Linked DNA regions of Mus musculus: region 1 is linked to region 2. A link is a contact called in public Hi-C data. All regions are on one chromosome and are shown on one strand. Each heading gives the region's core, a stretch centred on a gene start, on an enhancer-like site or on the middle of the called end of the contact. The rest is flanking DNA. Distances are from core to core; before and after follow the strand shown. Region 1 overlaps Efcab11 (EF-hand calcium binding domain 11). Region 2 has its middle 24 kb from the start of Foxn3.

Evidence for each region. Hi-C and Micro-C count contacts between places; a contact is called where the count stands out from the background.
Region 1: a Hi-C map of cortical neurons shows a contact between it and region 2, with 4 times the contacts expected there. The contact joins two enhancer-like sites. A contact is called at or near these places in 1 of 15 datasets of contacts at CTCF or cohesin (large pre-B cells), 7 of 484 Hi-C or Micro-C datasets (LSK cells, Th2 cells, bone marrow-derived macrophages and 4 more) and 6 of 115 datasets of contacts at active chromatin or transcription factors (bone marrow-derived macrophages, double positive thymocytes, embryonic basal ganglia and 3 more).

Annotation. Positions count from the first base shown.
Region 1 is chr12:99,835,246-99,838,657 of GRCm38.p6, reverse strand. All of the region lies in intron 5 of Efcab11 (EF-hand calcium binding domain 11), which reads left to right. Among named protein-coding and RNA genes, the nearest start is that of Efcab11, 46 kb to the left of the region's middle. Within about 2 kb of position 1,732, at least 59 of the 459 cell types and tissues checked have an H3K27ac peak or open chromatin away from gene starts, as enhancers often do. A contact at or near this core is called in cortical neurons and embryonic basal ganglia, where this site is marked.
Region 2 is chr12:99,471,682-99,475,665 of GRCm38.p6, reverse strand. It overlaps a transcript of Foxn3 not described here. Among named protein-coding and RNA genes, the nearest start is that of Foxn3, 24 kb to the right of the region's middle. Within about 2 kb of position 1,640, at least 13 of the 459 cell types and tissues checked have an H3K27ac peak or open chromatin away from gene starts, as enhancers often do. A contact at or near this core is called in cortical neurons and embryonic basal ganglia, where this site is marked.

The sequences.
Region 1 (3,412 bases), core at 483-2,982, 360 kb before region 2:
GTAAATTCCCGTATCGAGATGATTGGCCCACGTTAATGCCCATCTATTGGAAATTGCAGGGTTGTGTGACATCTAACTCCATCCTGCAATAGCCTTTTGAGCCAGCTCATCTGGAGGAGACGGGTGCGGCTGGTAATGGATGCTGGAGAAGTGGAGTGGTGGTCCTGGTCATGTTTATGTGCCAGAGTTAGATTTACAGATGCTGATGGCCTATGGCTATTAGGAGTTTGCTTTTCTATGGATGTATTGCTGCGACAGCCGGCACATTGCTTTGCTGGGGTGAGGTTTGTTTCTTTAACCCCCGAAGCCCTTGCTTACAGCTCTGATGAGGCCGCATAGAGCGCTAGCACGTCGCACAGGCAGATCCTGCACAGTTCATAACCGCCTGCCAGCTCCTCAGCTTCTTTACAGCCTGCCTTCCCCAGTGGCGGCACAAACATTCCCTGAGGTCAGGAACATAAGGCCAGGTGCACCTTTGCTTTTGTCCACCTTAATGCTTCCGTGGCTGTGTGCACAGACTTAGTTCCTTTGGTACCGGTAGCAAAAACCCTGAAGACTTAGCAAGGGACAGGAGACCTTCCTCATTTCTAGGGACCCCTTATGCTCTACACCCCCAAAGTGATTTTTTAAGGTCAAAAAGTTCCATAAAACTGTTAGATTTACCCAAAAGATACTACCGTTGTTTTATCTTGGTTCCAGACATTTTCCTGTCACCCACAGGGATGGCTTCTGTATGTCTATATGAAGCTGTTTAAGGGTGGAAAAGGAAGTGCCCATTTGCTACAAGGGACAAAAAGGTGGTACCAAGAGTTTGTTTAGGTACTGAGTTATTCTACAAAATTTTATCAGGCCGTGCTGGGTCTTGGGCTTACAAAGATGTACTCTAGGAGAGCCTGAACACATCAGAGTCTGTGGGTTTAAAGAAGCCGGATGCTGGGTGAGGATGTAGCTCGGTGGTAGATTGCTTGCTGGCATGTGTCAGGCCTTGAGGTCAACCTCAGTGACCACTCCCCAGAAAAAAATCTTACAGAAGCTGCAAGATCCTCCCACCATGTCGAAATTAATAAATGGTCCTGTTGCCTAGATTTAAATGTATTATAAATTTATAAACGTAGGTTATAGGAGTATCTGTCATTTAGTTGAACTGAGAGTTTTAGTACATTTTCTGTGTTTTGGCTCAGAAGGTTTCTGTCCAATGATAACCGTGAAACACCTGATGGTGAAGCGTTTGCTAATAGAGAAGTTAAAAACACCAGAGCCAAGTGTACCCTCTTTAAGAACTAGCACAGCTAACGGCTTTGCCATGATCAGGTCTTTGAGATTTGGCCTTTACAGTGCCTTGGACTTGAATAATGGAGATGCTCAGGAATCATCTACAACATCCCTTTGCACAGCTCAGAAAATGGAGCCTGAACTAACGCTTGTGTCTACCCAAGGTCACGTAGGTCGGATCCTAACTGGGATCAACTGACTTCCAATTCCACGATACTGTGTTATTTTCCTCCCTGACTTTGACACAGTGAGCCATTTTCCATGTAAATAAAAACAACTGTACCTTGTTCCGCCTCAGTAAACGTCCATACTAAATATGGAATGCATTCCTGCACAATTGCACAATGCAAACCCGGCCTGCTCCTGAGGCAGGTAATTAAGGAGCTGCTGTATCCATGGCAGAGCCCGGCTAGGGAAGGCAGGGCACACCAGGCTCTGAATGTGCAGTTCTCAGCCAGAGCCAAGGAGCGGTGGCATGGCTGTGCCCAGGAAGCAGACAGGCTTTCATTTGCCGGTTGGCTCGCCTGCTTCTTGTTTCTCGCTAGATGAATGGCATTGTATGCCGCAGGTGTATTAGTAATTTCTGAGTTTGTTCCCCACTAAAAATGACCTCATTGTTTTCTGCTGCTTCTCCATAATTATACAGGAACAGGAAAATAAACCCACCCTGAGTACAGTCCGAAGCAGAAATCTTGTGTTCTTTATGCAAGTTTGATTTATAGACGTGAACTGCAGAGCAGAGTGACGAGGAAACATTCATCTTCCCATTGCTCGTTGCCATGGCAACGGAGTACACAGAGTAGTGTCATTCCAGTCCTGGTGATGTCTGCAGTAGTTTATTCCTTTGTTGTGCGCGTTTCTTAAGCAACTGCCTCGCGTTCTCCCATCATTACAATTAATCATGCATGCACGTCCTTATCTTTCATCGCACATAGAAAGTACTAAAAAATGCATGACAGAAATAGGGAGAATTTAAATATGAGTGTGGCTTTAAACATGCATTTATAATTTCCCCCTCTCAGTCCCTTTGGAAAAATAGGTCATGTAAAAAAGAAAAACTTGTATTAATGTATAGACGTTCCAATGAGGAGAGCAAGGCAAGCCTTTGAGGAGAAGCCAGGAAAGCTTACGGAACGTTACATCCTGAGACCCCCAGAGTGTCCACCTGAGTCACTTCACATTTTGAGTAAAACTTTTCCCTGTCCCCCCATAAAAGCTTCTGGAGAATCTTTTATTTTTATTTATTTATTTATTTATTTATTTATTTATTTATTTATTTATTTATTTATTTATTGGTTTTTCGAGACAGGGTTTCTCTGTGTAGCCCTGGCTGTCCTGGAACTCACTTTGTAGACCAGGCTGGCCTCAAACTCAGAAATCCACCTGCCTCTGCCTCCCAAGTGCTAGGATTAAAGGCGTGCGCCACCACTGCTCTGGCTGCTGGAGAATTTTTCATAAGCGACTTCTGTTTCTCTACTCTCTTGAATTATCTGAACATCCTTAGTGACTGGTAGGTAGACATGGCAGATCTGAAAGACTAGGAGTCCTTTGGTTTTTTTAAAGGCTCATAAAGTTCAAGAATCTACCATAACACAAGTAAAGGAATTCTAGTTATTCTTTCTTCTTTCTTAAATCTTTCATCTTCTGCTTGAGTCAGGGACTTAGTTATAGCCCAGGCTAGCCCAGGACTTAGATATAGCCCAGGCTAGCCTGGAGGCCCTGAGATCTTCATGCTTCCACTCATAGGTTGCGCCACCATGCCCAGACTTTCTTATTCTTTTAAGCAAAATAACTTTACTCTAGTCGTATCTCATTTGGTTCTGAGGAGATATTGTGCCTACTAATTGTGTGTTGGTTACTCCCTGCCTTTTGGGGGGCTTTGGGCATTCCTTTGGTTAAAAAAGCATGTTCTAAAATAACTGGGTCTACATCCTTGGTCTTGCTTATTAGGGGAGACCTTTTAAAAGAACCTCAGCTTGTCTTAGTTTCCCCCATCAGTGCAGTGAGTAACTCTAAGATGTGGATGCCAACAAGTGCTTGCCGACAGAAGCCTGTTAGAGCTGCCTCCTGAGAGGCTCTACCAGTGCCTGACGAATACAGAGGTGGATCCTCACAGCCTACTATTAGACTGAGCCTAAGG
Region 2 (3,984 bases), core at 391-2,890:
TAAACACCAGGCCCATTGGCTTGCCAGCATGCTGGATGGAGGACCATGGCCCTCAGGTGGAACAGGGACAGAGTCAAGATGTGATGAAAAGCCTTGCTCGTGACCAAGAATACAACTGAACGCGCTCAGTCCTAGAGAGAGCGCCAGAGAGAGCAAGTGAGCTAGGAGGTGGTGAAAGAAAGAAGCCTTGGACAGATCGGTCAAGGTGTGAAGCCTTGGACAGATCGGTCAAGGTGTGAAGCCTTGGACAGATCGGTCAAGGTGTGAAGCCTTGGACAGATCGGTCAAGGTGTGAAGCCTTGGACAGATCGGTCAAGGTGTGAAGCCTTGGACAGATCGGTCAAGGTGTGAAGCCTTGGACAGATCGGTCAAGGTGTGAAGCCTTGGACAGATCGGTCAAGGTGTGAAGCCTTGGACAGATCGGTCAAGGTGTGAAGCCTTGGACAGATCGGTCAAGGTGTGAAGCCTTGGACAGATCGGTCAAGGTGAAGCTTGTAGCTAGTGCTGAGTAATGGTTGACCAGGGTGTCTTTTCCAAAAGAAGCCAGGCACGGTGCCCAGATGAGTTTTGTATGTGCCGTGAAGTTGCTAAATATTGTATTGAGTCCGAAGGGGCTTTTTAATCACAGAAGCCAGAACTTCTATCACCGGGAAAAAGAGAAGTGACTGGACAGAGAACGCTAAATGTCTGTTTATCCACAAAATGTCGTCGCTTTCTGTACCTCTATATCTTCAAAGAATGGGGACTTCCTTTTCCATCTGGTCTATGTGTGGATAGAAAAGATTAAAGCAACCAAGAGTGCAGGAAGATGAGAACTTTAACCAGATCCCATTTTTCCTAAAGCTCCAAGTCTCCAAAGCGTTTATCCACACAAATAGCCATCTCAGAGCACATAGTATCTATCCAAAAATCAAATGCCCTTCTTAGGCTTCTTAAGAAATAATGTCACACCCTCTGCTTTCCCAGGATACACCACTTGTGGGTATAACAAACCAGTCCTTAATAATTTGAATATTTGATTGCTAGGGTTTTTTTCTTTTTTCTTTTGAACACTGGGTGGCATTTTGAAGACCATACAGCCATTTCAAGTCGTGTGGCTTTTGACCAAGGCTCTGGTAGAGATGAGAAATGCATGCACCTGCTCCTGGGTCCCAGAGGCAACCATGCTGTCACAGTTGTGACCCCTTGAGCAGTCTTGAGATAGCCAGAACTGCAGGGACGGTTCAGCCTGCAGCCTGGCACCTCAGCATCCATTATTTGGCAGTCTCAAAGCCCAGCCTTCAACTCCTCATTACATGTGTTATTTTAACAATTGTACACAATTGAATGAGGTCCAACTGCCTGGTTTCCGCCTAAGCCGTCTGAAGTGTATTTAAAACACTTCTGAAAAGGAAACCTTCCCTTTGATGCTGGTGCAGGCCTTAATTGACAGTAGTGACCTCATTCTCAGTGGCTTGCAAACCTCGAAGAAACCTGTCCTTTGCCCTTGACGGAAGTGGGCTGTAGATCTAGACCTGGACCATCAGGAGAAGACAAAGCACATACAGCAAGTGTGGGGGGGGGCGGGGGGGGGGCAGCCATCTCTGAGCTGTCAAAATGACAAACAGATGGTGATCAGTCTACCCACCCAGACCTCTCCCCTGCTTGCAAGGACTGTGCAACAGATAGAGATGCTGAATAAAGAGTGAGTGAGTGGAATGGCAGGCGCACAGATGGAGGGACTCTAAAATTCCTAGAAAGCGCAAGCTGAATGTGTGATGAACTAAAATTAAGTGTAGTTGTGTGAGCCAACGCAAGTAGTGGAGAGAGTGTCGTCCTGACAACTGGAACAAGCTTAGCTCTCACGGATGCCAGTGACCTTTGCCCATCTCTCCAGCCTCCATTCTCATATCCAGAAAGTCTGGTAACTGTGGACGACACATGATGTCTATTTCTAAGGTGTAAGACTGGGGTTCTAAGATGAAGCGACGAGGCATGCTCACTGGCAATCTCATTGCATTTTGTTGAGGTAACGTTGCTGCTGTCTTGGCATATGATTTACACTGTGGCTTGCCCAGGGAGCAAGTGGGGACAGCCTTGGGTTTACAGTTGCAGACTTTAAGGTCTTCAGTGTGATTGATGCAGGGGCCAAGGGTAAACCCATTTACAATGACTGGTTGCCTTTGAGATCTAATGGCTGGCTGGAGAAGACACCAGGAGCAGAGGGCCCATTGTTCCAGTGGGAACTTAGTGCTTTGTGCTTAGTGCTTGTTGGTCCCACTGTTAGGACAGCCCCTCCCCTTCTCTCTCCTTCTCTTTCCTTCCTTTTTTTTTTAAGATTTATTTATTATTATACATAAGTACACTATAGCTGTCTTCAGACACATCAGAAGAGGGCATCAGATCTCATTACGAGTGGTTGTGAGCCACCCTATAGTTGCTGGGATTTGAACTCAGGGTCTTTGGAAGAACAGTCAGTGCTCTTACCTGCTAAGCCATCTCGCCAGCCTTCCTTCTCATTTCTTATGTACCCCTTTATTCTTTTCCTCATATTCCCTCTACCTCCTCACAATATCTTGTTAGTATTGTTTTCTCTCCAATGATTGGTGTTATTCCCTGGTTGGTCTTTGTCTCTGTGTCTGTGTCTGTTTCTGTGTGTGTCAGACAGAGAGAGAGAGAGAGAGAGAGAGAGAGAGAGAGAGAGAGAGAGAGAGAGACAGACGGACAGACAGACAGACATTGTGTAATAATGGAGAAGAGAGCTGGGGTTGGAATTTGGCTGTGCCATGTACACGCATTATTATCCAATCCAATGTGTGGTTTTCCTCCTGTGGACCTTCTTTCCATCTCTTCAGGTCACAGGCCACATAACCGAGATAAAACTATTACACACCCAAGCAACCACTCAGCAGCCCCTTGCTGTGGCTTCTGCCCTGCTGTGAAGACAGGTAGACAATGCTGCCTGTTCTTCGTTGTAGGGGATTGGCAGAGAGTAGCAGCGAGCCAACCAGAGAAAACAGATACAGTTGTCCTCTTGGCTTCTGAGTGTCTACACTGTCAATTCCAGGACAGCAAAACTTCTCCATGACTGGCCTGATTTCGCTTTAGTGCTTTTAGCTGAATTCTAACTTAGATCTTAACACAGAGGTCCTGCATGTGTGCGCCCTGCCGGTAGCCATGGCTGAACAGAGTGCTATGTATCCTGCATAAGATCGGGACCCAGACTGCCTCCGGTTAGGCTCCTGGGTGAGTTGTACTTGGAGTGAATGAAAGATATAACATAAGATGTAAATTAACAGATTTTGTTTGTTTGTTTGTTTATTGGAGATAGGTTGCTGTGTCCAGGCTGGTCTTGAACTTGCGTAAGTTGTGTAGAATGAACCTTCTCATTCTCCTTCCTTCATCTCCTATGTATTGAGATTAAACGTGTGCCACCATGCCTGGGTTTATGGTGAAGCAGAACACTTGATGGGTGATGCGTGCCCAGTAGGATGGAATGGGGGCAAGAGGATACTTAGGGAGAAGGGCAGGGGTTGATAGACACGGCAACTCATTGCTGTGAGCTAAGACAGTATCCCATTGATTATGCTTACAGTTCCAATGGGAGTCAACATGTTGCTCTTCTGTGCAACTAGACATGTATGCACCCAGATGCACTGCTCAGTAGAGTACGGAACTTGGGTCCTGGACTGAACCTGACTCAGTGCCCTCCTGGCTTGATGTAGCCACTCTCTGTGCATGCTCTCCCGGAAGACTGGAACTTCTCTGAGTCTGTAAATGCCACGAGGCTTACTCAGAACCCCTGTCCTGAGCCTTGTAGCTGAAGGAATTCTCCTTTCTGATGCAGGAGAGATGCAATGCAGAATCAACACTGGGAAGCATAGACCGGGGCTGGCCCTTCTTCCCGCTGGCAGTGGGACCCTGTGCAGGACCCACGCACCATGAGGAAATCCCATCCTGCATCCTGCTCATCTCTTTGTGTAGGAGTGGGAAACCTTCTTGTGG